2 separate regions of the Hordeum vulgare genome follow, and region 1 is linked to region 2. Evidence: chromatin contacts called from public Hi-C data. All regions are on one chromosome and are shown on one strand. The core of a region is the stretch at or near the end of the contact, and the rest is flanking DNA. Distances in the headings are between cores, read along the strand shown. Region 1 holds the start of LOC123403745 (probable serine/threonine-protein kinase PBL19). Region 2 holds the start of LOC123404400 (iron-phytosiderophore transporter YSL15-like).

Region 1 (5,740 bases), core at 2,061-4,560, 220 kb after region 2:
AGACATTAATTGTTACAGAAGATCATGTTGGAGTTGGAGCAGCGGCAGCCTTCATGAACATGAATCTCCTCCTTGCGATGCTGTTTCCATTTTCACCTAGAGCAGCAAGGTGAAGCATCCGCCGCCTTGCTGAAGCCACGGCAATATCGTCTGCTGTTGGCTTACCCTGGACATCATGAGGTGGCGAGTTGTCCCTTGATGTGAGACTTTCGCCATCCAACTGCTTGAGCTGCATCACTTGCTTTAGGCTGTCAGCTACCTGTCTCATGGTTGGACGGTCCCTTGAGCGCTTTGCAAGGCAGGTGTTGGCCAACTTAGCAATTTCTCTAGTTCCCTGCCTAGAGTAACGGCCTTCGAGTCTTGTATCTATAATCTTGCTGAACTGCTTACTTCCGACAGGATACTGCTTCACCCATTCCAGCAATTTCTGCTCATTCTTGGGGCGGTTCTTTTCCATAGAACGTCGTCCGGTGAGGATCTCATAGAGTACTACTCCAAAGCTCCAAACATCACTCTTGGTGGTGAGATGGCCTGTCGCAACGTAGTCTGGAGCCGCATAACCGTAAGTCCCCATAACCTGATTATGATAGAGCAAATTGTTCTCATAAGGAAATATTCATGCAGCATGAGCAAACTCCATTATCTTGCTCTGAAGTAAAACTAAGACATACCGCTGTAGACACATGAGTTTGATCTGCTGATGGCCCTTCCCTTGCTAATCCAAAGTCTGAAAGTTTCGGTCTAAACTCCTCATCCAGCAGAACGTTGGAAGCTTTGAAATCACGATATATGATCTAAAAAATTCCATGAAATGATCATAAAAAAGATGTCATTTCTATGTTATTTTCCTAAGTAAAATCAAAACCTTGAAGGTTGGAGATAAGACTTGTTTTATAATCCTTCCCTTAACAAACAGGAAATAATATTCATGACATCCATTTTCTCTCAACTATTAGTTCAATTAGTATGATCACTGCACAACATTATTTCATCCAGAAATTAATGCTTTAGCACAAACGTTTTAACTTGCATAAGTAGTTGAAGCAACATGGAATAAGTACTGTATCCATCCAAGTTATGATCAGATCGATTGGATTCATCAATACAATGAATTAACTACTACTCCATCCGTCCCAAAATAAGTGTCTTAAGCTTAGTACAATTTTGTACTAGAGCTAGTACAAAGTTGAGACAGTTATTTTGAGACGGAAGGAATATCAAGGTATCTTGATATCCACAGCTATTCTGACTTGCAAAAATTCCATTATTTACCAATAGGATGTGGTACTACACGAATTTATGCATTTTCACTCCCTATTATTTGCAAATCAGGTATGGTTCAAGTTCCAAACTAAGTTGTAAACAGTCATACATCGTTGGACTCATTCTTGATGCAGTATTCTCACACTGAAAGGATGTTGCGATAAGTTGGCAAGCTGTACCTGAACCTCCAGGCCTTCATGGAGATACATCAAACCCTGAGCAGCACCAAATACTATTTCCAACCTGACTCCCCATGGAAGAACAGGGTATGCTCGATTGAATAGATGATCATCCAGGGTTTTGTTGGTGATGAACTCATAGACAAGCAGCCTCTGAGGACCTCGTTCGTTACGGGCAGCACAGTAACCGATGAGCTTGACGAGGTTCGGGTGCTCGACAACCCCTAGAAAATGAACTTCTGCCAGCCATTGCTTATGACCCTGGTCAAGGTTGGTAGTGAGACAAAATGAAGTCAAATACAAGTACTGAACGAATCCTTGGCTCCTAGTAGCAAACAGCCAGACAATATAATGATACTACTACAATGCAACAACATTACTGAAAGTTGTTAGATTGATCTCTTCCCCAATGGGCCTTTGAAACCTTGACTCACGTCCTGATCGGGGGCGTCCAGCCCAAGCAAGGCTGGTGGGCCCCTGCCGCGAGTGATATATAGAGGAGGTGGGGACCACGGCACAAAACACGAGGTTTGTCGCCGCCACTGGTTCCCCATTCCTAACCCTAATCCGATCTAGAGGGTAGCACTGAAGCGATGGGAAGTCCACCGCCGCCGCTACCACATCTCTTTCCTTCCCCACCGTCGTCACCACCTCACGATGGACTACGAAGGGAGCTTATCGAGTGCACCACAAGGTAATAAACCACTACTCATACCGAACTCATCTAGCCTAAAAGACCCACATGATCTATCAAAAGTACGCAACTACGCATAGTGTCATTATGTTCGCATATTGCATATCATCAGAAGGATTGCAGCCTTAGGCCACAGAGATCAATTAACTACAACAACTGGGACAATAGTGCAAACCGTGTCCAAATTTGGAAAGCCAGCACGCGACGAGCTGCTACTATAAGTCGCAATTGGCACGTACTGCTAGTAAAGTATTGGGTTAAATTAAATCCGGGCTAGATCTTTACACTGGATCAACCTACGATGACGAAGAACGTGAATGAAAGAAAGAAGAACAAGAGAAGAAGACCAGCGAATGAAATCCCTCTCCAATTTTAACCATGGAAATAGAAATGGAGTACCTGGTGGCCGCTGGTGTTGAGCCTTTTAATGGCCACCACGGTGCCGCCGGCGGGGCCACTGGGCAGGCGGACGACCCCCTTGTAGACGCTCCCGAACCCGCCCTCGCCGATTTTGAGCAGCCGGCTGAAGTCGCTGGTGGCGGCGTGGAGCTCCCGGAGCCCGAACTCGCGGAGGCTGCTCGCGCCCCGCTCCTCGTACAGCTCCGGGATGCTCCGCGCCGACCCCGACGACTTGCTCCCGCCGGGCCTCACGGTCGCGCCCGAGTCCTGGGACTGGGACTGGCTCGTGGCCGCGGCCGACGACGACGCCGTCGAGCAGGTGGCCTCGGAAGTGAAGGACGCGCCCGGCGCCGGCACCGGCCTCCCATGCGGTCTCTTGCCCTTGCCCGTCCTGATCTTGCTCCTGAAGCGGCCGAGGCAACCCATTTCCCCCGGAGAACGGAAGCTTTGCTACGATCTCGGCCGGTGGTGGCCTCGTACCCCGACAGCTCCAACCACGAGGGGAATGGAGCCCAGGAACCACGGCACCGCGCGGCACAAAGCCGCCGCGGGGAAAGTCAATAAAACCGACGCGGAATCGTTTGGCACGAGAAGAGAATGGGGGGCTGCATGGCGCCACCAAGGAGCCTCTGCTTTTTCGTGGGGAACAAACGATGAATTTCACCAACCTTCCTCCAACCTAAGTTTCGAATTTTGGTTTGGTGTTGGTTTTACGCTGTGAAGCGTAGGAAGAAAGGAAGCAGAAAACGATGTGTGTGAAGACTACGGATTGCGTGCCTAAGTTTCTGAACAGAGTTACACTTACACGAACTAGGCATGGCTGGTCGTACCGTATCAGTCAAACGGAATGGTCTCCGATGGCGACCGGAGAGGAGACGGGTGGGGGTAGCCCTTGCAAATCGAAGGGATGGCTTTGACCCCACGTGTTTTTGCTATGTGCCAACCCAGTCATCGTAGTATTATCTTCCCTAAAAAATAAGTACCCCACCTAGTAGTTTTTTTAAGGGTAACCCACCCAGTAGTAGTTAATTAATGTGTGTAGGGCTAGGTATTTGATTTTTTTACCCCTTTATCTGGGTTTTCTTGACCCTTTATCTGCAGAGCAACTAGTTGGCGAATGCTTCTTCGAAAGCTTTATAACAATCACTCCACACGTCATCATTTGTCACGTTTTCGGCCACGGCCACATGTCACGTTCTGAGCATTCCCTTTAGTTTTTATTTATATTTTAACACGTGTTTTTGACTTTTTAGGTGGATTTTTGAGGTAATTTTTTGGTGTTTCAGTTTTTACCTGTCTTTCTTAGCTTTAGGATAAAAAATTATTTTTTTCGTGAAAAAACGTGTTTTCTTTATCCCGCGCAAAAAGCACGGTTTTTCTTGCACCAATGGCACGGATTTGCTTCCGCGAGAGGTACATCTGTGGCTCTAAAAGACAAAAAAGTGTTTTCCATTTTTTTTTTCCTTCGTGAGAGGTACGTTTTTTCTTCGGTGAGGCATGGTTTTGCTTTTGCAAGAGTACCTCTCTAAAAAAATGCGTTTCTGTTTTTTTTCCTTGGCGAGAGGAACGATTTTCCTTTCGCGAGGGGCATGTATTTGCTTTTGCGACGTGCCTCTCGTAAACAAAACAAATGTGTAAAAAAATGTGTTTTTGCTTTTTTATTTCTTTCGTGAGAACCACGGTTTTTCTTCCGCAAGAGGCACGGATTTGCATCTGCGAAAAAAATGTGTTTTTTGTTTTTGTTTCTTTCGTGAGAGGCACGGTTTTGCTTCCGCGAGAAGCACGGCTAGAAATGAAAAATTTCGCGAGATGTATGTTTTTTGTTCGGTTTTTCTGGTAAAACAAAAGTTCGTCAAACCTGTCAACATGGGATTTAGTTTTGATGATCTCAATGCGAGGAATCCAATGGTGAAAACGGTTTGACATTTGAACGCAAGGTTTAAAAGATAAAACATTTTAAAAATATGGATCTATGAAAAAAAGGAAAACTTCGAGGTTGCAACAAGTGGCACACATACAATGCGTTACTTGTCGCAGCCTTGGAAGGTGGGAGTTATCTCTAAAAGAAGTAGTCCCTTTGTCTCAGTTTACAAGTGCGGCACATGTATCTAGGTTGTTAATTTGATCAACTTAATAAAAGGTATATATTACAAAAAATATATCATTAGAAACTTTAGATGTTCTATTTTTAATGATATAATTTTTATATTAAATAATATATTTTATATAAATTAAATTAATAACCTAAATACAGGTGCATGTCTTTTAAACTGTGATAGAGGATGTACTCATCAATTAGGGATTTCACTTTATCTGTCGTCTAATTGCTGGGGGAGGGGGCGAGGGGACAACCCAGCCTAGCCCAGTCAGTCCTTTTTACCAGGCCTTACAGCCCACTAGGTAGTAAATAAAATAAGATAGAAAATAATAATAAAGTACCACGTCTCAAAAAAGATTTTCATGTATAACCGCTAGTAAAAAAAATAAAAAATGCCATCATATATAAATCATGCATGACAAATTTATAATAAATGCGACGATATAAAATGCCATGATATAAAATGCCATCCTCTTATAATAAAAATGACATCTTCTTTATAGAAGAAGCCATTCTCTTATAATAAAACATGTCATTGTTGTAGGGCATCCGCCTTTGTCCCAAGAAAATGCTCCTACTCTTTCATACTTAGTCGCTTGGTGAGCTTTTTTTTCATGAAAGGAATTGTGTACTGAGTAACATGGGATCCTATAAAATTGATCCCCGTGTTTCAAAATAAGTCTCAACTTTGTACGAAGAGCATCTCTAGCAGACCTTGTATACTCCTGACCCGTAAATGTCGTTTACAGTTCGCGAAAAACGGGTTTTGCGGACCGACGCGGGTGCGGACACAGGCAGACTCCTCAAAATGGACCTGAATAAAAGTATATTCGCAGAAGATGTTGTTATACGAGTCTTCAATGCCGGGTCTGTTCGGGCATCACCGCGGCGACCCGCAAACTGAAAAACCATGCGATAAAACATAGTTGCAATTTGACATCGATTCCGACAAATGAGTTCGAATGTAAACAATAAAGTATAGTTCGCGCGTGAAATGAGAGCATAGTTTGAAAGACAAACGCAAAAGGACTTCATGCATCCTAGTCGTTCTTCAGTCTGGACTATCGAGTTCATCGTCGCCCCTGAATCCATCGACTCCCCCGGATC
Region 2 (5,773 bases), core at 2,270-4,769:
CGGCATAGATTAGGCAGTCGGAAGCTTTATTCCGATAGTGCTTGAATCTCGGATCATCAACGAGTATAAAACACGATACATACATGTGAGGGCCATATAGTAACAAAAATACCAAGTTATCTGAAAAATGTTCAAGCACAAAATACATATTATGTATTCACATTAACTCAATAGGCATACTTGATTAAAGTTATAAACACCCCAGAATATCATAAAAATAAAGAAAAAAATTCCAAGGTTATAACCCCGTAAAAGCACATACCAACGTATCATTCCTAGACACCTCGAGTACCGAAGCATCTCCAGTAAAACAAAACACTAAAAGATAGTTCAGCAAGGCACAACTATGGAAATTCAATGCATCTTTGGTCACCTAGTATATTTTTCGGTCCGTTAGGCAGCAGGTAGAAACTTCATGCAAATTGGTGGTTTAATCTTGGCAAGAGCAAGAATGGAAGCAGGGAACGTCCATATGCCATCCCCACATATCAAAGCGGATGCAACCGCAGGCACCATGAAGCCAGCCTCCTTCTTGTTTATCTTGGTCCATGCAAAAACTATCAAACTCCCGAGGCACATATCAATAGCAAAGCTCCCACCTACAAGGAATGGAACTGCCATTGCCATTGGCAGGGGCACATACTTCGCATACTTGTGGGGCATGACATCTCTTGTTATACTTAAAATCGCCGCAAAGGCGAAAAATCCACCGGATATCACGATGCAATACTTCGGCAACACCGAGAAGCCCTCCACACCAAGTATTGCCATATTGCGGTATATGAGTGCATAAGGTGCCTTCCAAGTACCATCTGGGTTACCAATATCAAATGCCTTGTAGAAGAGCATGAACGTGAGGGGGGAGACAATGCAACCCATGGCTGTTCCAACAACTTGTGCAATCATCATGGATTTTGGTGATGTTTGAGTGAGGTAACTCGTCTTGAAGTCTTGCATCAAATCGGCAGAGATAAGCACCAACTGCTTAACCAAGGTGCCAGCAACAAGGCCGGCAATGACACCATTCTCTTTACCGGCCCATCCCGCAAAGACAAAGAGAGCGATCTTGCCATAGTTATAGCCCATGTTGATGTCGGTAAGCCCTGTCCCGTATGAATTGGCAAATCCAAGCATGGGGGCAACGACATAGGCTATAACAACATAGTACCACTTCACTTGTTTGAACATTACTGGTATTGTAACCACTGCAAGAACGCTAAACAAGGCATAACCAGCGTATGCCATCCAAGAGGGGATGTGGCCTCTCTTAAAGATCTCCTGGCGGTGTAACTCCTCAAGCGAGACAGTGTCGTCCGCATTTTTTGCTGCAATTCATTTGCTCAACATTAGGAAAAAACTCATTTCTTGAGTGATTATGCACTTTATTTTTTGTTGTCCTTTGTTCTTACCTTTGTTGTTAACCTGCTTGTGGCTAAATTGCCGATACATGCTCATAGCAGTGATGCCAACAATTTTTATGAAGTGGTACATGCCATCCCCCATGATGAGAGCTATGCATATGAAGGCCTGGGTGGTGAAGAAATTATGGTCAGTCACATACAATTTTCCATTACGGCCTGCTACTAATTTATGTGATTGTCACCAAGGAAGAAAAATAGTTGTGGTACATACCTTGTAACCGTACAAACTTTTCATGCTGCTTTCTGGTACTTTTGCAGGGTACCAATCCCCCTTGTTTTTACTGATGAGTGGCCACATTATTCCCCATGAGATAATTGCACCAAGGAGGGTAGATATATTTACTATATGTGGACAAATCATCCCGGCACCAACGTATGTCATGCTAAAGTCAAAGTAGAATCTGAAACACAAATAATAAGCTGGGAGTTAAGAGATCACACGCCACAAATTATGACGATCCACAATGAGAAGCAGCTTGTCAAAAGAATTACGTCTGCTTCCAGGCCTTCAAACCGAAAGTTGGGAACTGAACAAATCCACAAGCATCGCCTCCAGTGTAGAACCATTGGAAGAAACTCCACAGAAAGCTACCCCCAAAGTATTTCAGGAATCCACGGATTTGCTTTCTGTCATGCATGGAAGGTAAGAATAGCAATCCATACAGATCAAGAACTCACCACAAATTGCTTGGTTTAATGACTGAAAGGTCAAAATGTACATACCTTGAATTCTTGTCCCCTTGATCGGTATGGAACCCGTTTATAAGAATAGCAGTTGCAGTCCCACTTGGGTAAACTAATTTGTAGTCGACGACCAGTACCTGAACACATTATATCAAATCATCGAGTGGTCAAGACAGATGAAAAAAGGCGCAATTGTCTAACGCCTAACGAATTGTGTTACCTTCTTAAATTTTTATCAATTCTAAAGTTAAAATACAACCGTGTATATATCCGGTGTGGCTGAGCTAGTTTAATGTTAGTATGTAACGTGTAACGTAGCAACACAGTGCACATAAATTCCAAAAAAAAAGTGCACACGAGATGTTGGAAGAACTGAAGTAAAGCCAGAAGAAAGAGACCTGTCTCAGGGGAATCAAAGTGAGGAGGCCCCCGAAGCTGCAAGCGAGGAGGAACCCCGTCATCCAGCCTATCCCTGGCTCCTTCCAGCTTCCGGGCACGTTGCCCGGCGAGTCACCGGCCAGCTCGTACGTCTTCTTGTTCAGGCCCAGCAAGGTTGACCCGAACCCACCTGTAGCGCGCCAGTAACAAAGACCAATCGATCAACAACTATACAGAGACCGGCGTCATGGCAATGGCATGCATGCATGGCCAGGAATAATGTTGTGCTAACCGGCAAACGCGATGGTGTAGCATGCCACGCCGCAGGTCTGGACGATGGTGTTCTCCTGCCGCGTGAAGGGGCGGGACACGACGCCGAAGCGCTCCAGCAGGCGCGTCCACCCGCGGAGCGCCAGGAAGGAGAGCAGCGCGGCGGAGACGTTCAGCGTGGGCACCAGCCCCGTGGTGAGCGCGATCTTCATGACGATGACGGTGTAGATGAACCCGATGAGCAGCGCCGCCACCAGGCCCCGCACCGTCAGCTCGTCCTGCCACCGTGGCATGTCCTCCAGCTGCCACTCGCGCGTCGACGCCAGCGCCGGGTCCGACTCCCTGTCGCCCTCCAGGGCCTCGTCCCTGTCGATCTCCGGCGCGATCCGCGTGCGGTCCGGGGCGACGATGTCCATGGTGGCTCTGCTTCTTGCCTCCGCAGCTGCTGCTACCGTAGCAGGAAGCAAAATTAAACGAGAACAGAAAGATATCTTTACACCAAGACCAAAGTCTGGCCAGCATTTTCGAGCAAGAACTGGCAGGAAGCATCGCTCACCTCAACGATCAAGGTCGTAGTGGTCGACTGATCACTGTACCGTGGAAGAAGAATCACTGGAGGCCGCAGCTTCCAGGAAGTCGTTCCCCGTTTCCGCCCACGAGGCGAGCTGGAACCGTGTGCTTTTGCGGTGAGATTATGATGTTAATCATGGCCGATGCCATGGTTTTATAGAGAGAATCATTGGGAAAAGTCCACCCTCTTATTTATTCATGGTGTAAGCGGATGTTCCTGACCAAGTACTAAAGATGATGGAGCTGCGGCCCAAATTTACATCGGTGGTCCATCCGAAGGTGATCGGCGGAAGTGTTACGGGATGTCCTATTCGCGGGTTTGTTTGACTCTGGATCACTGATAAACTAGTAGGAAACTGTCTTATCAGTGTGTACCAAGACTACCTCCAAAAAAGAACTGTGTGTAAGCTGTCGGACTCAAAGAGAGTTGTTAAAGAAAGGAACAAGCAAGGATGGGAGACTATCAGTGCCGGCACTTTTCGTGCCATCATGTCTTAAGCTTCATTAATTCCGAAGTGCTAATGAAATGTATTAGGCAGTTAAAAACATGTATTGGGGAAATCACCTATTGATCATGCTGGGAAATCAGGTGTGGCCATATCTCAAATTATAAAAGATCTAAAGAATCTATTGTATTCACACCAAAATGGGAACATTCTTTTGTGATAACCATATATACAAACTGCAATTGTGATGAACAAACCAACTCTCTCGAACCAACTGAAAGTTATTCTTGCATCGGAATTATTACGAAAGTCAGTTGCATTTCCCAAATTTTATTTGGAGAGATGTACATATCAGTGGCAACCCCTTCAACTCTGATAAGTTAGGAATTTTGTTTCGATAAAGGGAGATTTTAATACCTCTTAACGTCGCATCAAGATGATACAAGCATAAAAGGTTCACATCCAATCAGTTGTCAAACAGAATAATGTGACGAATATTACAATAGTAGATTTCCTGAGTGTTTGTGCCTGGGTTGGATGCTTTTCGGTTTAGTTGTTGGTCTTGGTTGTTTGGCTGCTTCATTTTAATAAAATGGGATTGGTAACCCTTTTCTTTCAAAAAAATATATATTACAATAGTAGATTTTAGCAAGTCAACGGAAGAAAACAAGGTTTGTATAGGCAGCTTGGAATTGGTACTGTATCTACAGCACAACAATACGCCTGCTTCATGCCGCTTTTTGCCTTACCTATGGGATGGCAATTTTGGCACGTACAATATGATGTGCTCCAGTTGACCTTGGCTAAAAGAAATACATAATCCTTCAGTTTAAAGTGGCAAGGGCCTTTCAAAACACAAGTTTAGGCACCAAGCACTAAGCAGGAGTTGCCAAGGAGTAAGAAAAGTAGTGGTGGTCTGTGAGCGATAATCTTGCCGCTGGGTGCAAAGGGAACACGAGATTCGGTCAAAGAAAAGAAGCGGCTGCATTTGATCCATACTCGGGCAATCTAGAAATTCCAGAATACTATTGGATTAGCAGGATAATCCGGGCCTGCTGACTTTGGTAATATTTCTATTTAGAAGGACCATATTTTCTTTTTAGAACAAACTTGTAATGTTATCTCGCAAACGTTAGCCAGCAAGGGGTGGCAAGCGAAGGTTTTTGTTTGGGCAGTTTCAGGTGTTGTGAGATGGCAAATTCTGCCCTTATTTTTGCCGCAAAAGTTATTTTCTTCCAAAAAAATGATATGCGTTTCTGAACAAACTGTCAACCCTCCACGACTAAACTTGCCATGTAAAACATTGGCAAATGTCTATCCCTCCAAGCGAACGTTCGCTGGCTATTGCGGTATAAACAAAGGCCCTTCTTTACTAAACAACTGTTTCAACAAAGAGTAAGAAGAGAGTTCCGACGATGTCCCTTCTCTCCCTCCCCCTCCCTCCTCTCCCCCTCCCTCCCCTGGCACGATGGCCAGCGTCGAACCGTCGAGCCCCATGTTAGGGCATTTTTCGCCTTAGTGTTTTGGTGATGATGACAACTCACATTATGGTCTAATTGTGCGTCAAGTTCTCCACTTACACTTTGTTTGGTACAAGACGATTAGGCATTCCCTCCGGACGAAAAAGATCGAAGACGGTGTTTTCTACGTGTTTACTTCTTTAGTCGTAGGAAACATGTACTATTAAGAGGTAATCCTCATGAGAAGGTATTTTGTGAATCAATGCACGTACGCATTCCTTCTTCACCCACCTCATAATCTTCCGCTCATTGAGAGAGAAGTCCTCAAACTCTTACCAAAGCAGTAGCTTTTACTCCCAAGCGGTTGTACCGCTAGGCTGGTACGTCCGGTGCAACTACCGCCCCAGGGGTGATACCCTCGGGTTGCTGCTCTCTGGTTGATGCGAGCGGTTGTACCGTTGCCATCGGGCGGTTGTACCGCTTAGGATATGGCCAACCCTGGAGAGTAGCTTCAGGCGGTTGTATCGGTCCAGTACCGCCCTAC

Evidence for each region. A called contact is a pair of places that touch in the nucleus more often than the background predicts.
Region 1: a Hi-C map of leaf shows a contact between it and region 2, with 3 times the contacts expected there. The contact joins the promoter of LOC123403745 here to the promoter of LOC123404400 in region 2. A contact is called at or near these places in 3 of 6 Hi-C or Micro-C datasets (leaf and seedling).

What each region holds. Positions count from the first base shown.
Region 1 is chr6H:402,028,950-402,034,689 of MorexV3_pseudomolecules_assembly, forward strand. LOC123403745 (probable serine/threonine-protein kinase PBL19) reads right to left here and starts at 3,311. Exons shown (of 4, transcript XM_045097657.1): 1 at 2,536-3,311; 2 at 1,443-1,703; 3 at 672-794; 4 at 1-577. The coding sequence starts at 2,961. The coding sequence ends at 23. All of the region lies in intron 6 of LOC123403746 (poly(U)-specific endoribonuclease-B-like), which reads left to right.
Region 2 is chr6H:401,803,841-401,809,613 of MorexV3_pseudomolecules_assembly, forward strand. LOC123404400 (iron-phytosiderophore transporter YSL15-like) reads right to left here and starts at 3,520. Exons shown (of 8, transcript XM_045098324.1): 1 at 3,310-3,520; 2 at 2,776-3,201; 3 at 2,504-2,673; 4 at 2,145-2,242; 5 at 1,914-2,048; 6 at 1,633-1,822; 7 at 1,410-1,527; 8 at 131-1,325. The coding sequence starts at 3,169. The coding sequence ends at 394.